Linked DNA regions of Gossypium hirsutum: region 2 is linked to region 1. Evidence: chromatin contacts called from public Hi-C data. All regions are on one chromosome and are shown on one strand. Each heading gives the region's core, a stretch centred on a gene start, on an enhancer-like site or on the middle of the called end of the contact. The rest is flanking DNA. Distances are from core to core; before and after follow the strand shown. Region 1 holds the start of LOC107962876 (glycine dehydrogenase (decarboxylating), mitochondrial). Region 2 has its middle 47 kb from the start of LOC107963580.

The links. Hi-C and Micro-C count contacts between places; a contact is called where the count stands out from the background.
Region 2: a Hi-C map of leaf shows a contact between it and region 1, with 1.9 times the contacts expected there. The contact joins the enhancer-like site here to the promoter of LOC107962876 in region 1. A contact is called at or near these places in 6 of 34 Hi-C or Micro-C datasets (callus, hypocotyl and leaf).

What each region holds. Positions count from the first base shown.
Region 1 is chrA06:31,450,410-31,454,729 of Gossypium_hirsutum_v2.1, forward strand. It overlaps LOC107962876 (glycine dehydrogenase (decarboxylating), mitochondrial), which reads right to left and starts at 2,274. Exons shown (of 15, transcript XM_016899431.2): 1 at 413-2,274; 2 at 59-304. The coding sequence starts at 1,651. It overlaps LOC107962877 (a long non-coding RNA gene), which reads right to left. Exons shown (of 6, transcript XR_001701806.2): 5 at 4,014-4,320; 6 at 3,718-3,942.
Region 2 is chrA06:31,571,538-31,575,995 of Gossypium_hirsutum_v2.1, forward strand. No RefSeq gene overlaps it. Among protein-coding and RNA genes, the nearest start is that of LOC107963580, 47 kb to the right of the region's middle. Within about 2 kb of position 2,309, at least 6 of the 9 cell types and tissues checked have an H3K27ac peak or open chromatin away from gene starts, as enhancers often do. A contact at or near this core is called in leaf, where this site is marked.

The sequences.
Region 1 (4,320 bases), core at 1,024-3,523:
TCTCATGATATATAATATTTTGTTGACCGAACAAACGGGTAGGTGCAATCAGACTCACTGTTTTGGCATCAAGAACCCGAAGATTTATCTCACTCCTGTAACCAGCATCAGCAATTGAATGGGCATCAGCACATGTAACCTTTACAGTATCAAAGAAGGGAAGGCCCTGGACTTCCACGGTGCCAAGTTTCTTCAGTCCCAAAGCAAATACCCCAGCAAGACCATGAACACGTTGTGCAATGGCCTTTAAGCCCTCAGGTCCATGATAAACAGCATACATAGCAGCCATGTTTGCTAGTAATGCCTAGATAAAACAATATATCAAGTCAAACAAAGCAAAGACAATACATCCAAATACAAAGAGAAATATGTATTATGAACAATAATCACAGATTAAGGACGAATCTCTTACTTGAGCTGTGCATATGTTACTGGTAGCTTTGTCCCTGCGAATATGTTGCTCCCGGGTTTGCATTGCCATACGCAAAGCAGGCTTCCCTGAAGAATCAACACTAACACCGATAATTCGTCCAGGCATCATTCTCTTATACTCTTGAGATGTAGCCAAAAACGCAGCATGAGGGCCACCGTACCCCATCGGCACCCCGAACCTTTGTGCCGAGCCAACAACAATGTCTGCCCCAAGTTCACCTGGGGGCTTCAACACTGTCAATGCCAACAAATCAGTTGCCATGACAACCTTAACACCATGAGCATGAGCATTCTTAATAAACTCCCCGTAGTCCAAAACCTCGCCCTCGGTCCCTGGATACTGAACCAAAACCCCACAAACATCACCAGAGCTGTAATCAATATCCTTAAGATCTGCAGTAACCACTTTAAGATCAAAACCATCAGCTCTAGTCTTACAAATATCAATTGTCTGAGGGTGACAATTATTAGCAATGATGAAAGTCTTCTTTTTCCCTTTCAGAATATTGTTACACATGGCCATAGCCTCAGCAGCAGCAGTTCCCTCATCAAGCAATGAAGCATTTGACATAGGCAAACCAGTGAGATCAGTAATCATGGTTTGGAAGTTAAGCAAAGACTCAAGCCTGCCTTGAGATATCTCAGCTTGGTAAGGTGTGTATTGAGTGTACCAAGCTGGATTCTCCATTATGTTCCTCAAAATCACAGGGGGAACATGAGTGTTATAATAACCCATCCCAATGAATGACTTGAAAATCTTGTTCTTAGATTCCAACATTTTCATGTGTTCAATCATTTGGCTCTCAGTTAACCCTTCATCGAACTTTGAAAACTTCATGGAATCAATACGTATAGCTTTAGGCACAGTTGCATCAATAAGGGAATAAAGACTATCAAACCCACAAGATTCAGCCATTTTGGTCTGCTCCTCAGGGGTTGCAGAGTTATGGCGGCGGGGAAAAGTATCACTCGATTTTAATGCCTCAACAGAGATGGATCGAAGTTGTTGTGACCCAAAACTGTTTGGTACATTTCTACCTCCTAACAAATCTGATCTGCTATAACACTTGGAACCAAAAGGCGACAGTGAAGATACATACCTTGAAGGAGTGTATAAAACAGGTGATCTACAGCTCATTTGCCCATTGCTTGATTGCTTGGTTTCATTAACCAAGCGTCTAAGGATTGCCCTGCTAGCCAACCTCCTTGCCCTCTCCATCAAAGAAGTTGCTTTTTTTTTTTTTCTTAAGGTTTTGGTAATGAAAATGCAATGGAGAAGAAAAAGAAAAAGAAACTTTGGGTTGGTGAGGCAATGAAACAAAAAGGCTAAAAGGTTTAATTTTTATTTCATGAGTGAGAGAAGGGAAAGTGGGTTGGTGATAGAACTGTGTGTATACTTTTGTCTATATTTATATATGGTTGTGCTTAAATAATCAAATGTAATTGAAAATCATGAAAAGAAATATTATTTTTATGGGAAAATTAAAGAATTTTGGTGGATGATGGGTGACGCTGCAACTATGGAGAAAAAAGACAGATTTTTTTGAGGACATAACATGTCAGATTCCAAAACTAACATAAAAAAGAAATCACAAATCTCCAAAAGAAAATGAATGGAAGTAATTGCAAGAAAAAGGATTGAAATTCAATGGATCACAATTCATGGCATCATCTCTTTAATCAAACAAATCTCAGGAAAATAAAATTTCAATCTTATTCTTTTCTCCCTTTCTGGTTCTTTGGATGAAGATTGAAGCTTGTGTGTTGGCAATATCTGTTTCACAATCTCATTATCTTGATTATCCCTCACCCTCAACCTCTCACTGCCATCTATCTTTACTATAATTAAAAATTTACTCTTTCAAATTTAAAAATACTAATTGAATTCTATTAAAATTCGTCTATTACATAATTATTGAATGAATATTTAATATTTTTATGCCAGTTTTATTATGGATTGTCACTATTTTAAGAATAACATGCACTAATCAATAAGATTGTATTTAAAATTTGAGATAAGAGGCGTATATCTGTATTCTTTATTTATACATATACGCACAAAAATATGATTAGTATGTGTTAAAAAGGTTTTATCAAATGAATCTTTGCTTGGAATTTGACCAACAAAATTTCAATCTCAAAAATCATCCTCGGAAGTAGTACTGTACGTGTCATCCAACTTAACTGATACCAACCCTCTTTGCCATACATCCGGTTTTAGTCGGTTCAATTTCTACTCTTGCGGTACGTTTGATTCACTATAATGGACTAGGGCTGTAATTGAGTAGAGTTGTAATGAAATAGAACTGTAATCAGTAATTCAATTATTTGATTTAATGGAAGTGAATAGAGCTGTAATAGAATTCTTGTGTTGGTTGAATAAAATAAATATTGTAATAGTATAAGGAAAAAAACTTAAATGACCAAAGTACCCTTAGCAGAATTTTTGTAGATAGATGATCATTATTATTAAATTTTAATAAGATTATTGTTCAATATATTTTAGTAAAAATAAAAAAAATAATTTAATCATATTTTAACATAATTATTATTAAATACAATTTAATAAAATAATATATAATTTAATAACATTCTTAATATAATTATTAATAATATTTAATAATAATTTTAATATAAAATTATTATTAAAAATATTTCAATGTCTAATATATTTGCTTTAATCTAGCCTCTCACCTGTTCTCTTAGGTCACAATCGCCAATATAAAAATGACTCTAACGATATTTTATTTTAATAATCAATTTTAATAGAAAACATATTTTATATATTTTATTTGATCATTTATAATAACATGATAACAACAATGAATTATAAGGTATACTCTTTAATAAATTAATTATTTATAGCAATCTTTTGGTGAAATAAAAACCTTCAAATTTTACATAAAAATTACTAAATTTTAGTAACATTAGTTCTTTTCATATGTGAAATAAAAAATAAAAACTCATAGTCCTTTGTTATTCAAAAACCATAGTCCTTAATTTTAGGTTATTCAAAAACTCATAGTTCTTTATGTTATTCAAAAACATGAAGAAAACTCGATATAAATACAGAAGGAGCTGAGATCCGCAATCCCTTTGTCTCAAAAGCCATTCCTCATTTTATGTTAATTAAAAACTCAAAGTTATTTATGTTATTCTCGTATAAGAAATAGCAAATTCTCTCCATAGCATTGGCTTCTCTTAGAAAGTCAAACTCATATCCAATCTTGACAACACAAAGGATAAATAATTAACGACATGCAGAAGAAAAAAGAAATCCAAATCCAAGTGGAACGATACTCTCAATTTACATAAATTTGAAAAATACATAAAAGAAGGATAGATGTGTTTTGCAAATAACATCAGTGTGAATACAAATACCTTCTTTTCCATTTACTTGGTAACGGAAAACAGATCAAATTTGACATCATTCTTCTGAATGTATAGTGCAAATGCTTGCAAGTTACAAATGTCGGTCATCATAAGATCTTGGATTCCCGGATGTTGCACCTGCCATAAACTTGAAAGGTCAAAATCACATAGACATGTGAGGTTTTAAAATTATTTTCAAGGGGACTTACCTTAACAACAACATCGATCTTTTCACCTCTCAATCCTGCTTGATGAACCTAACTCAGATACGAACATATTTAAGGTATATCCACTTGGTTCTTGTAAGCATTATCCACATCTGTGCCTTAACTTCGTTCCCATTTATATCTAACTTCTGAGTTTGAAACTCTACTCCTATGGTTGACTTTGAATTTGGGTAGAACTCATTCCTAGCAAATCTTGCAAGTAAATTCAATATCCCAACAGCTGAATCACTAACAAGTACAATCTTGAAAAGGTAATCCTCAATTTTTTCTTCCTTTGAAACAAAAGCCA
Region 2 (4,458 bases), core at 1,059-3,558, 120 kb after region 1:
AAATTACATATTAAACCAATTTTTTTTATCAAAAATGTATTCCATAGAGTCAAAACACAGTGATACAATGGATAAGAGAGGTCTCAATTTCCAGAAAAGGCTCGAGGCCGTAGACAACTAGGCATATGTCCCAAGTAGAAACAGGAGAGGGAGTTACGTTAAAGATGTAACATGAATCCCTTTATCCGAATGTCTCCTGAACATAGGAAACAGTTACATTAAAGCCCAGTGCAAGGCATAGTTAAGCCACGACACATACGAACCCAGTTCAAGGCATAGCCCAAGACCAACACAATCCAAATAAAAAGATAAAAAGGGAGAAACAGCTCAAACAGGGCCTAGAAGCCCTTTGGTATCCTGAAGTTACATACGGTCGTCCGCATTAGAGCACCATAATGATTACAAGGGGTAAGTGGAGCGGTAGAAACCCTAAACCACTGAACCGAAGGGGTAGTGGAAACTGGGTCATGGTCCTTAACCTAAGGGACCACCATGGACCTCGGGCACCAAAAACTCTACAAATTCGGCAATGTAAATGGAGGTGGTTGCATACCAGTCCACCTTTATCTTATCGACGTTAATTTCGAGGTATGCATGGTCAGGCCTATATAAAATTTTAGACTCGGGCCAAGCCCTGCCTGAAGTATGGACCTAAAAATTTATTCAAGATCGATTCGAAATAAAATTATTAAGTCTGAGTCCTGTCCGGTCCATATTAAATTTTTTTAACTTATTTCATTAAATAAAAAATTTTAAAATATAATAAATCAAACACATTTAAAAACATAAAAAAAAATATTAAAACAAGAAACAAATAAAAAATAAGACTAAAACAATTCTTAAAACAATACACAAATTAAAAATATAATAAAAAGTGATTATATTAAAATTGAAAATAAAATGTAAATATAATTAAAAATAAAAAATAAAAAAATATATATTTAGTATATAATTCGGACCGGGTCGGGCCTAGATAAAAAAATTTTACCCGAAGCCCAGCCCGTTTTCTAAATGGGCCTCATTTTTTACCCAAAATTATATTTCGGGCTTATATTTTTATCCGAACCCTCTCATTTTTTAAGCGGGGCCTTCGGGCAGGGCCGAGTAGCCTAGCCATGTACACCTCTATTTCCCCTCAAAAGGGCTCTCTTTTCTCATTTACCTTTATTAGATTTATTCACTTGCTTTTCTTTGGGATTAACCAGCGGACAAGCTTCGTCGCTCTATAGTTCATCTTGGTCTTACAAGAACTTGGGAGCATTCTCAAAGAGATTAAACAAAATTATAACTCAAAAGATTATGAATATATTTTATTTTTATATTATGTTTTAACAATATTAAATCAAAATAGCATTAGTAAAAGAAGGGTGAAGTAATGTAGAAAAAATTGAAGTTGTTATGGATATAACCAATATGTGTTTTAAACAGCTATGCAAGCATGACATAAAAAGTGAAGGGAACAATTCCCACCTCACCCGCTCCATACTCATCTCTAACCAACCCTTATATAATTTAAAGGAGATACATGAAAAGTAAGGACAGATTTAAATATCTAAACCCTAAAGATAAACTACTTGTATGAGTTGTATCTCATGTGACAATCTAATAAAAAGGGTTAAATTAATGTCACCCTTCCCAAGGACACCACATCCCTACAGTCCAAGGGCTCTCACTGTACGCCAAATTCCACTGATGGGACTCCTCAATTTCCATTGACACCCAGCCTAGAGCTCGTGCCAGCCATTGATCATCATCACAGCCGTCCATTTCCTTTACTTCATCTCCTATTACACTTTTGTTATCGTTAAACCCCATCCCAATAACCAATAACTCCTCCGTGGGTGCCACCAACTCAATGCCAGCCATCACACTGGACGACGAGTCAGACAACGAAGCCCCGCAGCTCTCGCCAAAGGACGAAAGAGACGAAGAAGTTACTGTGGGCGAAGTGTTGTAAGAAGAGCTTGTCACTGTTATCTCTTTGTATAACTCTTGCATTATCTCCTCCAGTTTCTCTTTTTCGACCGAACCCTCGTTGGAAAACTCGCTTTCGTCGTTGGATTCCGTCAACAAAACCCTCAACTTCCTGGAAAAGTCGCCGGAAAGTTCAGTGTCCGGAGACTTCGATTCTTCTCCTTCTCCCCCTGCCACTCTTATCGTCATCGTGTTTTCTTTTTCTTTTTGAGAGTTCGAAGAAAACTAGAGAAACGCGTAATATAAAGAGAAGATGTCACGTAGGATGCAAGTGTAAGAGAGATGACGTGGCGAGCAAAGAGTGAAAGAGGTGACTAAATAGTGGGCCCCAATGATTTGTCAACATTACAGCAATAGAAGTGTTTTTTCTGGTTCAATATACCAATAGAGTTGGTAAGGACTTGTTTGAAAGGTTAACGTTACATATTTGTTGTCAGAATTTTGTTTTTTTTAATTTATGTTAATTTAATATACAATTTTGTCGGTATATGAGAATTTTCAATTAAAAATATATAAAACCTTACATTTACGATACATATTAATTTTTGTTTAAAAATTATTTAAAAATAGAAGAAAATAATGGATTTAAAAATATTTAAATTCTATTTAAAATTAAAATAATACTAAAATCCGTCATTATTAATACTACTTAATAATAGTTTAAATAATGTTATTAGAGAAATTATTTGGAAGTAAAATTAGGAGTTGAAAAGTATTATATAAGCGTATAATAAAACATTTGAAAAGAAGAAAAAATTTTGAGGTCGCTTGTAGAATAAAAAAAATATACCGTTAGTGTATCAAATGCTCACTCATATTATTAATATATTTTTAGAGGTTATGTGTTAAATATTGTTAAATTTATTTGTTTTAATGTTATAATTATTAATATTTGATTTTTATATTTATTTTTCTTCAATGAATGTAATTAACTCTTATTATATTTGAAAAATAAATAAATTTTATTTTATAAATATTATTAATAAAGAGTGATTTCCCCAATATAGAAATAAGTGCTTGAAATGAAAAGTGTTGCATGTTTAAAAATTATAATGTAAACATAGATATTTATTTCTCACTTAGCCAGACCCTAGTACTATACCTTACTAATTTTTTATTTGATGTGCATCGGACTTGTTGTATATATCTTTTAAAATATATTTATTTATTAATTTAAATTAATTTTTAAGATTGGTAAGTTTTAACAAATAAAAATTAAAATCGAATGTTTCTTTATTCATCATTTATGATATTATAATGATGGTAAAGATATTTTTATATATGATACTATAAATTAACAAAATAAAATTTTAAGTGTATATTTATTTCAAGATTTTTAATGTAATTCCGTATAAATTAATAGTAATATATACTAAATATGTATATATTCATGTTAAAAATTATCTGTAAATTTTAAATAATTTAATTAATTGATATAAAAATCAATATGAAAATTCACAATGTTATTATTCGTGAAGCAATAAAATGATATTGACTCTTGAGTCGTTTTTTATCAAAAAAAAATAATATGAAAAAAATAAAAGAATATACGTATTATGTACAATATTTTATCCCACATTAATTATATTCATTTAAAAATGTTTAAACCAACCTTAAAAGAACTATAAACTAAAATTTTTAAATCTTTTTTATTAAAAAAACTAAAAAATTTCATTTACATTATTTATTCGAAATATAATTGGATAGAATTCAATTTAATAAATATTTTAAAAATTTTATTTAAATTCATCATTATTAATAAGCGGTAATTTCGAAATTAAATGTAACCATTAAAATTTAAAAAGGACTAACATCATAATTTAAAAAAAAAAGTAAGTAAATTGATTTCAAGAAGAGAGATTAAATTGTAAAGAAAGGTATGAACATGTGTCATCTTAATTTAATGTCAAATGTTAAAAAATTACAATGTGAACATAGTGTTTATTTCCATTTTTATAATATAATTAACTATACCCTACGTTTAGATCAAATTTTAAATTAGTGTACGTTCATTGTTTTAGCTACCATCTCTAGTGGCACACACCAATTTGAATCTGATGCGGTTATCTTTTTCCAAATACGTATAGATTAATAAATCATTTTAAATATATTTTTATTTAATTAGCTTGAGCTTAGTTAATTTTGAAAAAAAAATTAAGATTAAAATATACTTTCAAGTTTTTTTTACTCATTATGCATTTAAAATATAGACCTTCTACTTTTATTTCAAAAATTTAGTTGTTCGATTTTTTGAATTTAAAAAATATAAATTCAGTTGTTAATACCATTAAAATTCTTTTACTAAATTTATTGAAAAGAGAAAAAACCCTCTAAAAAGTGAGACCCCTTATTCTAATCCATTGAAAGGTAAATACAAGGGTTTTTTATGAGACCTATATTATGATTAAAATATTTATGTATAACAATTACCCCTCCCTACCTAATCAAAGGGAAATTCATAAAATGTGGTTGCCTGATACGAAA